Linked DNA regions of Mus musculus: region 2 is linked to region 1. A link is a contact called in public Hi-C data. All regions are on one chromosome and are shown on one strand. Each heading gives the region's core, a stretch centred on a gene start, on an enhancer-like site or on the middle of the called end of the contact. The rest is flanking DNA. Distances are from core to core; before and after follow the strand shown. Region 1 overlaps Srpk2 (serine/arginine-rich protein specific kinase 2). Region 2 holds the start of Srpk2 (serine/arginine-rich protein specific kinase 2).

Region 1 (6,838 bases), core at 1,952-4,451:
GTATTCTCCTTCTTACCATCTTTTATTATTTTAAAGATTTATTTATTTATTATATATATATATATATGAGTACACTGTAGCTGTGCAGATGGTTGTGAGCTATCATGTGGTTGCTGGGAATTGAGCTCAGAACCTCTGCTTGTGCCAGCCCCGCTCACTCTGGCCCAAATATTTATTTATTTATTATATGTAAGTACACTGTAGCTGTCTTCAGACACACCAGAAGAGGGCGCCAGATCTCATTACAGATGGTTGTGAGCCACCATATGGTTTCTGGGATTTGAACTCAGGACCTTCAGAAGAGCAGTCAGTGCTCTTAACTGCTGAGCCATCTCTCCAGCCCCCCCCCCATATTTTATTATTAACATAGACCTTATAACAAGCTCTAGAAACTGGATGATGGGGTTGCGTGATAATTAAGGAATGTGTGTGACTGAAGAGATGGCTAAGCAATTGCTGTCTTAGAGGACCCGTGTTTAGTTCCCACCAATCATGTCAGGTAGCTTAAATCTATCTGTAACTCTAGATTCAGGGGAATCTCTGGCCTCTTTGGTGACCCTCAGATTGGGGTGTTACCCCAACCACCCCCGCTCTGATTAAGAATGAAAAAAAAAAGAATTTATTAAACACTTTTTGCTTTATTTTAATATTTATTTATTACAGTTAACATGTTCACTTCTTGGTTGCATACAGAAGAGTTACTCAGTTTAGCTGTATAGCTTGAGCTGTGTAAATCTTTCCTGAACAAATAACTGAAGACTCTTTCTTTCTATAGTGTGGTAATCAAGTAGAATCTGGACTAGGAGGGGAGAATACCAGGATCCGTGACACTCCAGGAGAGAACAGCACAGTTCTGACATAGCCAGCGTCAGCAGTTTATCTGACATGTGCTGATGCGATGCTTAGAAGGAGGAGGTCTTTGTCAAGTTCACAGTTTGGATACTCTTAGGGGGTCCTTCAATTGTCAGACATATTGGTGCTCACACAGAATGCCTGCATTCTGATGTAAGAGAAATTTACTGGGTTTGGTTTAGTGGGTACCATTCTCAGAAACCTTATGTTTCTAACTTCTGTGCCACCTAAGGCAAGTTTCCTTTCGGTTGTGTGTGTGCATTTGTGCGTTTGTGTATAAGTAACAGGGTCTTGTTATACCTCCCTATCTAGGCTGGAACACACTTTATAGATCGCCCTTTCCATTGGTCCTGGAGTGTTGGAGTATTTGACCATGTCCATAGTCTTTTGAAGTCTAACATTAAATGTTTTGTTGACGTCATCTGTTAATTATTATTCTTGCAAGGTAGTAAATGCTCTAAAATTAGGGTGAATGTCAGTACTGAGTTTCCCATGTGTAAATGTTAATTACTGTGAATAGCTTAAACCCTCCTCGTCTTCCTCCTCCTCCCCCTTCTTATTTGTGCTAAATTAAATTAGTTGGAATAAGATGAAAACATGTTCTTAGTAGCTCACAGAAAGCAGCCACTGATGGCTATGTGGGCCTGCTGGTTACATAAAAATAACAAGGTTAGTATTTTTAGGTACATAATTTAATAACCAGTGCAACCACAATCATGGGAAAACATTTTGTGGTCAGAGATCGCTCTGACTTCTTAGTTCCTAGCAACCTCTTGTGTGTGCCCTGTCTGTTGCTGAAACTTTATTCTTCAAAATGGTATCTTCTGATATATAGATTGTTGTGCTTTGCTTCTTTGGCTTTTGAGTTCATGTTCATTATTGCTGATTAGGATTTCATTATACAGTTGCAATTTATCCCTTTTGTAGGAATTTATTTTATGTGTGAGGATTGTATGTATATGTCCTACATGCATGCTTGGTACCTGCAGAGGCCAGAAGTTAGCATCACATCCCTGGAACTGGACTTATCGACACTTGTCACCTGCCTGGGACCTCTGGAAAAGCAACAAGTATTTTCAACTGTTGAGTCATCATTGTGTTATCTTTTAAAAAGTATATTAAAGTTAAAAAGACAAGCAGACAAGGCCAGTTGGAAAAGGGAACTTGTACCTCCTGGCTTTGGTAGTTGTCTGTGTCTGTTAATACTGTTTACTATGGCTCCAGGGGCACCTGCCTCAGACTCTCCTGCAGTGTAGACTGGGTTATGCTATGTGATAGAGTCCAAGTTCAGAGAGTGTACGCACTGCAGTGGTTCTTCTCACCACCCCCTTGCTGTACTTCCTGCACGTTTCTTGGTCCTCCTGCCTTAGTGCCAGCAACCTGCCACTTAATGTTCTGTCCCAGGGTTTGCTGGCCTAGAAATAGTTCCAGGCGAACTGTTTTAAGGCAAGCGCAGTTCCTTCCCTTTCACATTATTCACCACCTCCTCAATCTCATTATTGCTCAGATAGAAAATAGGGTGAATAATTGTGTTGCGTCACAGTTGCTGTAAAGATTGAATCAGTGAAACACTAGGATAGGATAGTGCTAAAGGGCTCCATCGCTCTCCTACCTCTCTCTCCTCCCTCCCCTCTTCTCCCCATCTCCACCCCATAGAGACAGGCAGGCAGACACTGATTAGCCTGGCACTTGCTAGGTAGATAAGGTTGGCCTTAAGATCACAGAACAGAACTCCACCTGCCTCTGCCTCCTGAACTCGAGGATTAAAGGCGATTACCACCATGCCCAGCAAGTGTCTGGTTTTAAAAATACCATTATTATAAATAGTATGTTCATTGCTGGCCTGAAGGTACACACTCCACATATTCAGACATGATTACCATTCACTAGTCTGCCAGGTATTGCATGCTTTCTTGGACTTTAGACCTTGTGACATGATCATTTCTTGTTTTCTTGAAGTCTATTTTGTATTCCTTTAGAAGAGGGTCTGTGGAAAATAAATTTAGCTTTTTAATCTTTTTGAAAATACATTTTCACTATGTATATGAATGTTAGGCAGATGTCCACTGAGCATGCTAGGGTCACTAAGCATGCTCTCCTGTGCCATTGTTTCTGTTACTGTGTTGGGGACTTTGACATCATAGCCTGTTTTGTCCTTTTTGAATCTGAGAAAGCATGTTCTTTACTCCTGACCACTTCTCAGCTGTCTTTACTTCTCATCGTGGCTTCTGTTTTCTGTCTTCAAAGGCCTCCAAATGATCAGCAGAGGTTGGGCCTCTCCTCCAGGCCCCAGTCTTTCCTATTTCATTTAATTTGTGCGCAGGATACAGACTTCACTATGTAGCCCAAGTCAGCCTTGAATGCATGGGTCTTTGTGCTTCTGCCTGCCAGCTGCTAGGATGACAGCTGTCCTCCCCAACCCCATGCTGGCTTCTGCTTTTCTTTTGTAGTTTTATTTTCTGACTCAGTGTCGCTACTAGTGTCTTCAGATTCACCTTCAAGTTGCGTTTGTTGTCTAGATAGTTAATATTTTACAGCCCTTGTCCCTCAGTAACCCATTGATTTACTTTTATTTTTATGAAAATTATGGATCATCCTTATCTGTGGATTTCATAATTGCTGAGGATTGGAATTGTTCAGATAGGAGGCAAACGGTCTGTCTCCCGAGCACGTACAGGCCTCATGGCATAACTTCTACTTGCATAGCATTTATATTTTATTAGACATATATAAATTACTTAGAGATGGTTTGAAATACATGCACAGGTTACATGCAGCTAACTAACATAGCACTTAACCTAAGAGAATTGAGCACCCGCAGAGTCTGATATCCATGGGTTTTTGGAAACTACGTTTTTGTCGTCATGTTTTGTAATGCTAATATCTGATATACGATTTTGTATGCTCATATTATTTATTTACGTTTTTGGTTTGCTCTTAACTGTGGACTTAGCATTGGTCCCAGGTGGTAGTATATTTCTCCTAAGCAGCTTTGTTTTTACTTTGTCCCTGGGATTGTCCCCAACCCTAGCATCCTAAATTAATTTCTTGATTTGAGGATTTCAAGACTGAGCAGTTAGCTGTAAAATTAAACAGAAACACTTTCCAAGAGAGGAGGTTTGGGATTTATGGGGAGGCCCCTGCTCTGTAACTCAAAGAGCTCCAGATTGTGTTCTGAGTTTCCTTGTTGGCTGTTGGTGGGAGAGCTCATTCTGTGATTCTCCAGCCTGCTCCCTTCCCCATTTGAATGAGGGGCTGCTTCCTTAGAAAATGTTTCCTGCTGCTGCTTATGTGGTCACCTTCTCCGGTTGGAATAACAATGCTCATTTGCAAGTCAGAAATTCATATTCTGTTTCTCTGCTTGAAGTTAATGCTATTTGGAGAAATCACCTGTTTCCCCACCATCTTAGCCTTCAGCAGTGATTTATCTACCTCTGTCTGTGGATTTATTTATTCTAGGCAAATATGAGTGAGTGAAATCTGAGATGCTCTCCACCCCACCCCAAGAGCTCCCTATGGACATATGACTCCCCTGCCCTGCTCTGCTGAGGGGTGTGTGATGTTAGTGTAATCAGCACCTCATATTGTCAAATCCATTTAATCTGCTTGCCATCATTGTATTTACCATGGCTGTTTGTCATGGTTGTTGACATTTGGATTGTTTGCTCTTCTGGTCACAATAAATAATAGTGCTAGGCTTGCAGTGCAATGGTAGAGAATGCTCGTGCTTTTCGTGTGTGAGGCTGTGGGTTTCATCCTCACACCAGGATGGGATGGGTTGCTCCTGTGAGCACTCATGTGCAGCTTTTGTGTGGACGTGTGCTTTTGCTTTTGGAGGTTGTATCAGTCGCCGGTACTGAGGCTTATGGGAGCAGGCCAGCCTCTTGGGAAACTGCTGGACAGTTCCTGTTTTTGCATATCCCCTACAACAGGTCCCTATCTTTATGATTATTTCTGTTCTCGTGGGTATGGAGTGCTTTTTTATTGTGGCTTGCTTTTTACTTTTCTCACTGTTAATAGTGGAAACCATTTTCCCTAGGAGTGTCACAGCTAAGCTGACAGCTTTAGGACTTTGTTCAGAGTATTTGGATCCAGCTTTACTCGTCGATGCATGTATGTATGCAGTTGTCCGATCTCCATTTGTGAACAGACTGTTCTTTTCCTATATGGATGATCTTGGCACCCTTGTTAAAAATCAGCTTATATAAGATTACACGTGTGCGCTTGCAGTTGGACGGCACCGCTCCATTATCCGTTCCTGTGCAGTGGCGCTTGTGCTGACCCTTGTTGCTTTGCTGTACGCTTTGACATTGGAAAGTGTGAGTGATCAGGCACTTTGCTCTCCCCGCTTCTGTGGGCTCTTCTGGAGTGTGTTTCCACATGAAGCCTAGCACAGAGGCTCAACTTCTGCAAAGAAGGCAGCTAGGATTTTCATAGAGATTACATTGAATTCACAGATTAGTTGGGACGTGCTGTCTTCTTAACAGTATTCGTTCTCCGACCAGAAATGAGGTGGCCCTCTGCTTATTTAGGTCTTCGGTATTTTTTCCAGCAATGTTTTATAGCTTTTATATTATGCTTTGAACTTCCTTTAAGTTTATATCTAAGTACTTTAGTTTTAATGTCATTGTAAATGAAACTGTTATCTTAATATTATTATTTGTCCAAATCTTTGTTTGTTTGTTTGTTTGTTGTTTGTCTGAGACAGGATTTCTCGGGATAGTCCTGGCTGCCCTGGAACTCACCATGTGGATCATGCTGGCCTCAAACTCAGAGATCTGCTTGTGGATGCTGGGATTATAGGCATGCCCCCTTACCACCTGGTTCTTCCTCCTCCTTGCCTTCCTCCTCTTCCTCCTTCTCCCCTTCCCTTTTCTTGAGGCAGAGTATCACTATTTCTTGTTTTGCCTCCAGCTTACAGCAGTCCTCCTGCCTCAGCCTCTCCATTACTGTTATGATAAACAAATGAGCCAGGCATGGTAAATCCTAATTCCTTTAGGCGGTTTTGTTGTGTGGCTTCCCAGTGTTGTATCACACTGCTGTTCTTCTGTTGAGTGACATCGTGATGCTTCAGTGTCATTGTTTGTCGCTAGGATGACTCTCAGTAAGAAGACCTGCTGAGGCAAAGGTACTTAGGTACTGGAATTGTCTATCCTGGTTGTATTTACCATTTTACTGTCTAGTTTAAAACTTCAAGTTATTTCAAACAAACCGTAGAGAAGAGTATTATAAATCCTTATAGCTTAATCATATTATTGAATATATCAGGGGATGCCAGAATTTGGTTATAGAAATGTTCTGTTCTGCCCATATTACACTGCTACCAGAGAACACGTGACTCTTGAGAACCTGAGATGGTGAAGGAATGACCGCTGCACTGCATCCTTAATTTATTCAGTTGACGTGTTTGCTGGCTACAAATTGTCTACAGCACTCTAGGATTTCATTTATTTCCTGTGTGCATTTTGAATTCTCTCAGAGTATAGAAAATAAATTATATTTGAAATTCATTGAAGTAATTTTACTAGAATTTATAGGTATCTTTAGGTTTAAGGCTTATGGGAATTCGCTGAAGCTCTGTTAAAGTGGCATATGTGCATGTTCCTGAGCAGCACGAAGCAGTCACTTACAGTCACAGCAGGTTCTCCCCTCCCCCCCCTCCCCCAACACAAACCCCCATCCTTTTGGTTTTTTGAGATAGGGTTTCTCTTTATAGCCCCGGTTTGAACATTGAGATACACCTACCTCTGCCTCCTGAGTGCTGGGATTAAAAGCATGAACCACCATTGCCCAGAAATGATTGTTTTATGTCTATGGATGTTCTACCTGGATGTATGTGTGTGTACCACTTGTGTGCAGTGTCCTTGGCGGCCAGAAGAGGGTGTTAGATCCCTTCGCTGTTCTGAGCTACCATGTAGCTCTGGGAATTGAACCGGGGTCCTCTGAAAGAACAGCCAATGCTCTTTAATTGCTGGATTGCTTCTCT
Region 2 (7,366 bases), core at 3,220-5,719, 98 kb before region 1:
AGTGCTGAGCAGTAGACATTTTTAACAGCTCAGCTCAAGAGGTTTCAGAGGGGAAAAATATTAATGTGGCCTAGATACCATTCTTTGATATTTTGGCAATAGATATGGCTGCTTTTTCCCTGGTCCTAAAAATCTTCCTAAGGCTAAATTGAAGAGTTTTTGGGTTTGTGGCACTGGAAGTGGAGAATTCAAGACATTGCAGCACTGACTGACACTGTTGCATGGTTATTAGTGGCCACTCTTATGCAGATTTATAGTGAAAAGGTAAGTTGGTCGAAGAGAAACAAAAAAATGTACAGTGTGAAGAGAAAAGGAACATCAGGAAAGGTGATGTTAAAACCAAGTCCAAGAGAAAAGCCTGTCGCTAAGTGGAAGAATGAAGCAGTGGTGAGCTCAGGGCCACACCCCACCCAGCTAAGCTTCCAACTTGTGAAAAGGAATTAAAAGTTTAGGACTGAAGAAAACCATCAACAACAGAAAGTGGATGCAGGTGTGACTGATGGAGGAGGGAAGCTTTCAGCTCCAACAGGCAGATTAATTTAGCAGCTGTGATCACGTGGTTTTGGCTTTAGCGTCAAGGATACAAATAAGGGGAGTCCTGTGGGGCTAAGGAAAGCTAGTGAAGTCTGGCTTGGGTCAGGAGAGTCCCTGCATAGAGGCCCAGAGAGGCCATAGAGGGAAGCTGTGAAGGCGAAGCCTGAATTTCATTGGACCCCAAGATGTTGGAGATGCCAGAGCTGTGGGATACCTGCCGAGGAGAGCTGTAGACCAGGAGTGGAAACAGCCCAAGAGAGAGAAGTGTGTTGTACTCAACAAAGCTGAAAGGAGTTGGAGATCTGAAGGGCACTCTGGCATGGAGTTGCAGTTTGGAGTTTGCCCTGTTGGTTTACAGTATCACTTTGGTCCAGTATTTCCTCAGTGTGCTCCCAGTCCTTATTTATGGAATAGTTATGTATATCCGGGGCCATTGTATGTTAGAAATATGAGATTTTCTTTTTTCATTTTGACTTTATTGGGGGGAGGTTACAGTGTTGAGACTGTGATAAACTATGGGGACTTGTGAAGTTGGACTGAATACATTTTTTTGCCTTTGGTATATCTATAAGCCCATGGGGGTTAGAGAGTACAATGTGATGGTTTGAATAAGAATGGCCCCCAGAGACTCGTGTATTTGAGTGCTTAGTCACTGGGAAGGGGAACTTTTTGAAAGGATGAGAAGGGTTTGGATGTTGTGTTGGAGAAAAGCCCACGCCACATGCCAGGCTTCCCCTCTTCCCCTCTGCCTGAGGAGCAAGAACTAGCTCTCAGCTACTGATCCAGTGCATGTGTGCTGACATGCTCCCTGCAATGATCATAAGAGATTAAATCTCCAAAACGGTAACAAGTCCCCAATTAAATGCTTTCTTTTGTAAGAGTTGAATTGGTCATGGTGTTTCTTCACAGAAATACAACAGTGACTGGGACTCTAGTTCTGCCTGGCTTGGGACTTGTGACCATCCTCCTGTCTCTTTCTATTTGAGTGTTTATATTACAGGCATTCAACACCACACTCCACACTTTGTACATTTTGGTCACTGTTATACTGTAGATATTAATCTTCCTGTCCAGAGATTGATTTGTTTTTTAATTCAGGAAATTGTCAAGCAGCCCTGGCTTGTCGCAATAATCTGCTACACTGCTCTGAGCTTGTCAGGTGATTGGGTGATCACACTTCTTGACAGCAGAGCACCAGAGTTATCTGGATTTGAGAATGAAAACACACACACACACACACACACACACACACACACACACACACACAACCTTTATATTTTGATATGTCTTAACTAGCTCAATGGTTGGGCCACTCCTGACCAATATTCCTGAATTTAATACTTGGTAAATCTATACTTTATCTCTGTTAACCCAGACACAATCAGGGGAGTGGCCCCTGGGGCTCTTAAATCTGACCTCTCTGCTTCCCAGTCTTGGGGATTCTGCTGCTTCTCTCAGCTTCCTCTTGGGCATCCTCAAAGTACCGCCTTCATCTGCCTGCCGGCCATTGGCTGTTGGCTCCTTATTGATCAGTCAAATAATCAACTGTTGGCAAGGACCTGTAGCAGATGTGTGAATTTCCATGTAAGCATAAATTAAATCCCCAACACTGGCTGGCTTAGAACCCAGGCGAGTCTTGAACTCATGTCTCTGTTTGCCTCCTGTGCTGGCTTCACAGGCTTGTGGAAAGATTCATCTGTTTTTAACGTTTGTGGAAATATACCTATCGGTGGAATCGTTGGCAATTTTATGATTAGTTTTTGAGGAACTGACCAGCTTTTCCTCAGTGAATGTCCACATGCCATTTTGCAGTTCCATTAGATGCTGACACAGCTTTTAATGTTTCCAATATGCAAGAGTTCCGGAATGCTCAATAATCTGTGTTTTTTTTTTTTTTTTCTGTTTTCTTTTTCTGGTATCTGGGAAGTGAACCTGGGTAGGGTCCATGACTTCATTCTGGTAAACATTCTACCTCTTAAGTTTTATTTATTTATTTATTTATTTATTTATTTATTTATTTATTTATTTATTTAGATTTTTCGAGACAGGGTTTCTCTGTGTAGCCCTGGCAGTCCTGGAACTCACTCTGTAGACCAGGCTGGCCTCAAACTCAGAAATCTGCCTGCCTCTTCCTCCCAAGTGCTGGGATTAAAGGCTTGCATCACCACGCCTGGCTACACTGACATCTTGATGTCACACACCATCTATGCATCTATACATCGCACTTAAGTTACTAACCTTACTGTAGTACTAGGCAAACAAAATTAAAACTGATGCACATTCTGCAAAATAGAACTAGATTCTTCAAAATAGTCACTGTTAGTGGTGCATGCCTGTCTTCCATGCACTTGAGAAGCTAAGTAAGGCAAGAGGCCTGCAACGCAGGTGTACTTAGACTGGCTACATTGTAAATTCAAGGCCTGCCTTGGAACTCAGGGAAAGTATCAGAAAAAAAAAAAAAAAGTCCCAACCCAGGGATTATTCTAAACACACTTAAAAACACATGGGCACTAACAGTAACGGATGACCTTGGGTTGGAAAAAAAATGTCGCCAAACATATTTTATTGGATTTTCTTAGAGTGATAACGTTCTGATTATGTAGAAAAAAAAAATCTTTGCTTTTAGTAGATATGTATTGAAATCTTTTGGGGTGGAGGGTAACAGTCTGCAAACTACTGAATGACTCAGCAAAATACACCATATGCATACACACACACACACACACACACACACACACACACAGAGCAACTGTGGAGAAACGTTTAAAAAAAACCTAGTGAATGTGGGTTAATAGTGCCGATTACTGCATTTTTCTTGTATGTTTCAGATTTTTTGAAAAAAAAAATGGAGAAAGTAAAATCTTTTCAAACTTGGAGCGGCCTTTCCTGTTTGTTGGGACATCTTTAGAGTAAGACTCAGTGATACAGTTGTAACTCAACGATACAATTGTAACCAATGAAGGACTGAGTGTTCAGGACCAGTATCTTTAAGATACTGTAATTGTTCAAAGAGACAAGAGAACACTGAAGTGGTAACTACGTGTCAGTCAGCGTGATTTGCATCTTAGATAGCCTTGGAAGGTAGAAAGAGAAACCAGGTAGCCTGGGAAGGCAGAAAGAGAAACCAGCCAGGCCTGAATAGAAATACAGGCTGGTAGAACTGTTTGACCTATTTAGGGTTTAGTTTCCCCATTATAGGAGGAAGAAAAAAAAAATCACTTTTTGGCATGATTGCTGTTTTAGGCTCTTATCTCATGGTATTTAGAAAATTAGGCTTTCTGTGACAAACTTTCCATTTAAGCTGTGTGCATCTTTCCTTCGTTAAACTCACGCAGCCTAATGGAGTAGGAAAAGAGAGGAAAATCACTTCTCCAAGGTCACACAGACACTCAAGGACCCAGGTTCCTCAGCTCTTGGTCTTGTGCCCTTTCCACGCCCGCCGGAGAGGAGGAAGCGGCGCTCATAGGGATGCAAGGATGTAGAGATGCAAAGGGATAGAGGAGGCCGCCTGAGAGAGGTGGCGAGAGACCCGCCAAGGCGCTGGCCAAGGAAGAGCGCATGGAGAGGCGTGCGGCACGACCAGCCGGGGTGCGGAGCGGTGGCTGGGAGGAAGGGTCGGCGGCTGGGCCTAGTGCCCGGGAACGGGTGGCCTGCGGCGGCCGTAAAAGCAAGGAGGTGGAGGCCGTGGGCGCGGGAGGCCGTGGGCGAGGGGGCCGTGGGCGCGGGGAACCGTGAGCGCGCAACCGCCCTTCAGCACAGGTGGGCCGCCGAGCGAGTGATAAGGGCGCGGCCGGGGTCCGGACCCCCGTGCTCCAGAGCTGCGGAGGGGGGCGCGGAGGGGGCGGGGCTGCGGGGCGGGGCCGCGGGGGCGGGTCTCATTGGCCCCCGCGGGAGAGGCCGCGGCGGCGCAGGCGCGGTTCCCGCCTCCTCGGCCGGCGAGCGAGTGGAGGCTGCATCCCGGTGCGGCTGACTGTCGCGTCGCCGCCGCCTCCGCCGCGGAGCCCCCCGCCTGGCTGCCCCGAGTCGGAATGAGCTCCAGGAAAGGTGAGCGGCGCGAGCGGCCCCCGCCCCGCCTCGCGGCACGCAGGCGGCCAACCCGACCGTTAATGTGTCTTCTCTCTCCCCAGTGCTGGCCATTCAGGCCCGAAAGCGGAGGCCGAAAAGAGAGAAACATCCGAAAAAGTGAGTCCGCGCGGCGCTTGGTCCCGACCCCGCCCCGCCTCGCTGAATGTTGCTTGCGGCCGCGCAGGCAGAGCTTCCCGGTCCCCGGGCCGCGGGCGGTGGGTCTCCCGGGACGCGGCGCCGGCTCTACGTGCCCCGGCGGGGGAGGGGTGGGGGGAGGGGCGCGCGGCCGCGGGTTCCGGAGCCGCGACCTGGCCCGTCAGCCTGCGAGCCGCCCGGGCTCTGCACTCGACCCCGCGCCCCGTGCCCCGTGCCCCGCGTCCCCGATCCTCATCCCGCGCCCCGGATCGGCGTCCCTGATCCGTATCCTGAGCCCCTTATCCACATCCCTGATCCGCACCCCAGTGCCTGTACCGCACGGGTCGGATAGTGGGCACGGGAGGGAGGCGGCGGCGCGGCTGACACCTGGGCTGCGGGAGCCAGTGCGCTGCCGCCTCTGCCACCTCCCGGTCCCGCCTGGGCCAGCCAGCTGAAAACCCGAGCTGCTTGTCAAGTGGTTTGGCTCCGGGCGTTGTTCCTGGCGTGAGTTCAGCTCCGGGACCGGTGCGTTTCGGCGCTCGGGTTTTTCATTCGAAACTTTCTGCTCGGGTCGAGCGTTACTTGCGTGCTGCGGCTGCGCCCAGGTCGCTTGCTGCAGTGGGCTGTGGGTGTGTGCGCGGGCGGGTCCCGCGTGGTGCTCCGGACTGGATCCACCGACTATGATATTTCAAATGTGCCAGCGCCAGCCACCTCCAGCCTGGACCTGCAGCCCAGTTGGGCAGCTGCTGTCGGAGAAGCCTTTCCCCGAGAGCTGGGTTTTCCTAGGCGTCAGAGCGCCGCCGCGTGTTTCTCTTTCCTCTCTCTCTGGGTTTGCTGGACCAGCTATCAACATCTTTGCTCACATTGTTTGCTTCGCTGTTCCTTTTGCGCAAGAAATTTGTGTGGTGTCTTTGGTACTATAGAGAAAGACAGAATTCGCCTTTAATAAAATTACGAAATATTTGTCTATCTTTATTTTGCAAGGGGTGGGATAACCCTCTGCTCTCTTAGGTGGTGGTTATAATTTGTATTGGCCCAGCAGGGATTTCCCACACATTTGGTGACATCTAGGAAAACTGGCAGGATTGTCTTCATTCAAAATTGAATATAACTTGACTGTATGTATAGGATTTCCTAAGATGTGGATATATAAATATGAAAGAAATCTATTTTTAGGAGGCAAAAAGACTTGAAAATTGGAAGGTAAACATTGAAAATTAAAAAAGGTTTTTATTTTTATTATTTTGTGTGTGTGTTTGGGTTTGGATGTGTAAGAGCCTTGACACCTGTGGAAGTCAAGGAACAACTTTCAGCGTTTGATTCTCTGACCATAGCTTCGGAAACTGAACAAGATCAAGCCTGGTTAGTATTCAGATGGGAGACTACCTGGGAATACTGGGTCTGTAGGAAAAAAAAAAAAAAAGAAAAAGAAAGAAAGAAAGAAAGAGAAAAGGATTGATTCTCTGTTATGTGTAGGTCTGTGGGATTGAACTCCAATTGTCAGGCATGGTGATAAGCACTGTTACCCTGAGCCATCTCCCTGGCTCAGATATCAGATATGGGATATTTAAAATGCTGAAACTCAATGTAGGCTTCTGATAGTTTATGCTTTTTAAAAACTAGTTCTATTTCCCCGGGGCAGTGATGGTACATACCTTTAATTCCAACACTGGAGAGGCAGAGGCAGGAGAGTTTCTGTAAGTTTTGAGGCCAGCCTGATCTATAGAGCTAGTTCCAGGACAGCCAGGGCTATACAGAGAAACCCTGTTTCACCCTCCCACCCCTCAAAGTGCTATCGTGGCTCAGTAGTTAAGAGCTTCTTGCTCCTGCAGAGGTACCTGGTTAGTTCTTAGCACCAAAATCATGGTTCACAACCATCACTATCCTCAGTTCCAGGGTGTCTGATGGGCAGCTGCATACATGTATTAAACATATATACATGTAGGCAAAATTCATAAAAGAAAACCTTAAAAAGTAGTGCTGGTTCTAACTAATGAAAACCCTAAGTTTTTCTTTTGGTGAACCATGGAAATTTAGCAGCTGTCTGAGTGGATGCTTGGGTTTAATTGTAGCTTTCAGCACAAGGTGTTGTCTGCGTGTGGGGATGGGGTGGGAGTGAGGACAGAGCTAGCCTGTCATCAGACATGATAAATGCAAAACTGCTTTCTAGGTTCAAGGACTAGCACTGGAGAGAAGGGACTTGAGGAAGCTGGGGTCTTAGGTTTTCTTCATTTCACAGACAGCTCTGACAGGTTAGAATCACCCGCCTTGTTTAAATCTACATTGAAGAGTCCTGATGATGAGACATTTTAAGTCTGGAGGAGACTTACTTTTAAACTGTGGTAGTGACTGGCAAGCTTGAGTGATGTGGCTGGGCCTGGCCTGATGCAGTGTGGTCTATGTTCAACATAATTTCCTCCTTATATGCAAACGGAGCTTTCTTTAATCTTAGTTCATTTGTTTCTGTAGGCTTTTATGAATTGCACTCAGCTTCCTGGGTATGTTTATAAAGTCCAATTTGTCTCAGAATTGAGGTCCTTTTTCCTTAGTCTCCATACTGTAGGCCTCTCTTTTGGGGCCAGTTGTGGTGGCACATGCCTTTAATCCCATCACATAAGAGGCAGAGGCAGGA

The links. A called contact is a pair of places that touch in the nucleus more often than the background predicts.
Region 2: a Hi-C map of rod photoreceptor shows a contact between it and region 1, with 3 times the contacts expected there. The contact joins the promoter of Srpk2 here to the enhancer-like site in region 1. A contact is called at or near these places in 2 of 39 promoter capture datasets (the C10 cell line and the HPC-7 cell line), 1 of 484 Hi-C or Micro-C datasets (rod photoreceptor), 7 of 115 datasets of contacts at active chromatin or transcription factors (the HPC-7 cell line, the SCID.adh cell line, embryonic forebrain and 4 more) and 2 of 9 other capture datasets (adipose tissue and liver).

The regions. Positions count from the first base shown.
Region 1 is chr5:23,574,439-23,581,276 of GRCm38.p6, reverse strand. All of the region lies in intron 2 of Srpk2 (serine/arginine-rich protein specific kinase 2), which reads left to right. Among named protein-coding and RNA genes, the nearest start is that of Srpk2, 98 kb to the left of the region's middle. Within about 2 kb of position 3,201, at least 38 of the 459 cell types and tissues checked have an H3K27ac peak or open chromatin away from gene starts, as enhancers often do. A contact at or near this core is called in embryonic forebrain, rod photoreceptor and stem cell-derived neural progenitor cells, where this site is marked.
Region 2 is chr5:23,673,070-23,680,435 of GRCm38.p6, reverse strand. Srpk2 (serine/arginine-rich protein specific kinase 2) reads left to right here and starts at 4,469. Exons shown (of 16, transcript NM_001359173.1): 1 at 4,469-4,578; 2 at 4,662-4,716. The coding sequence starts at 4,563.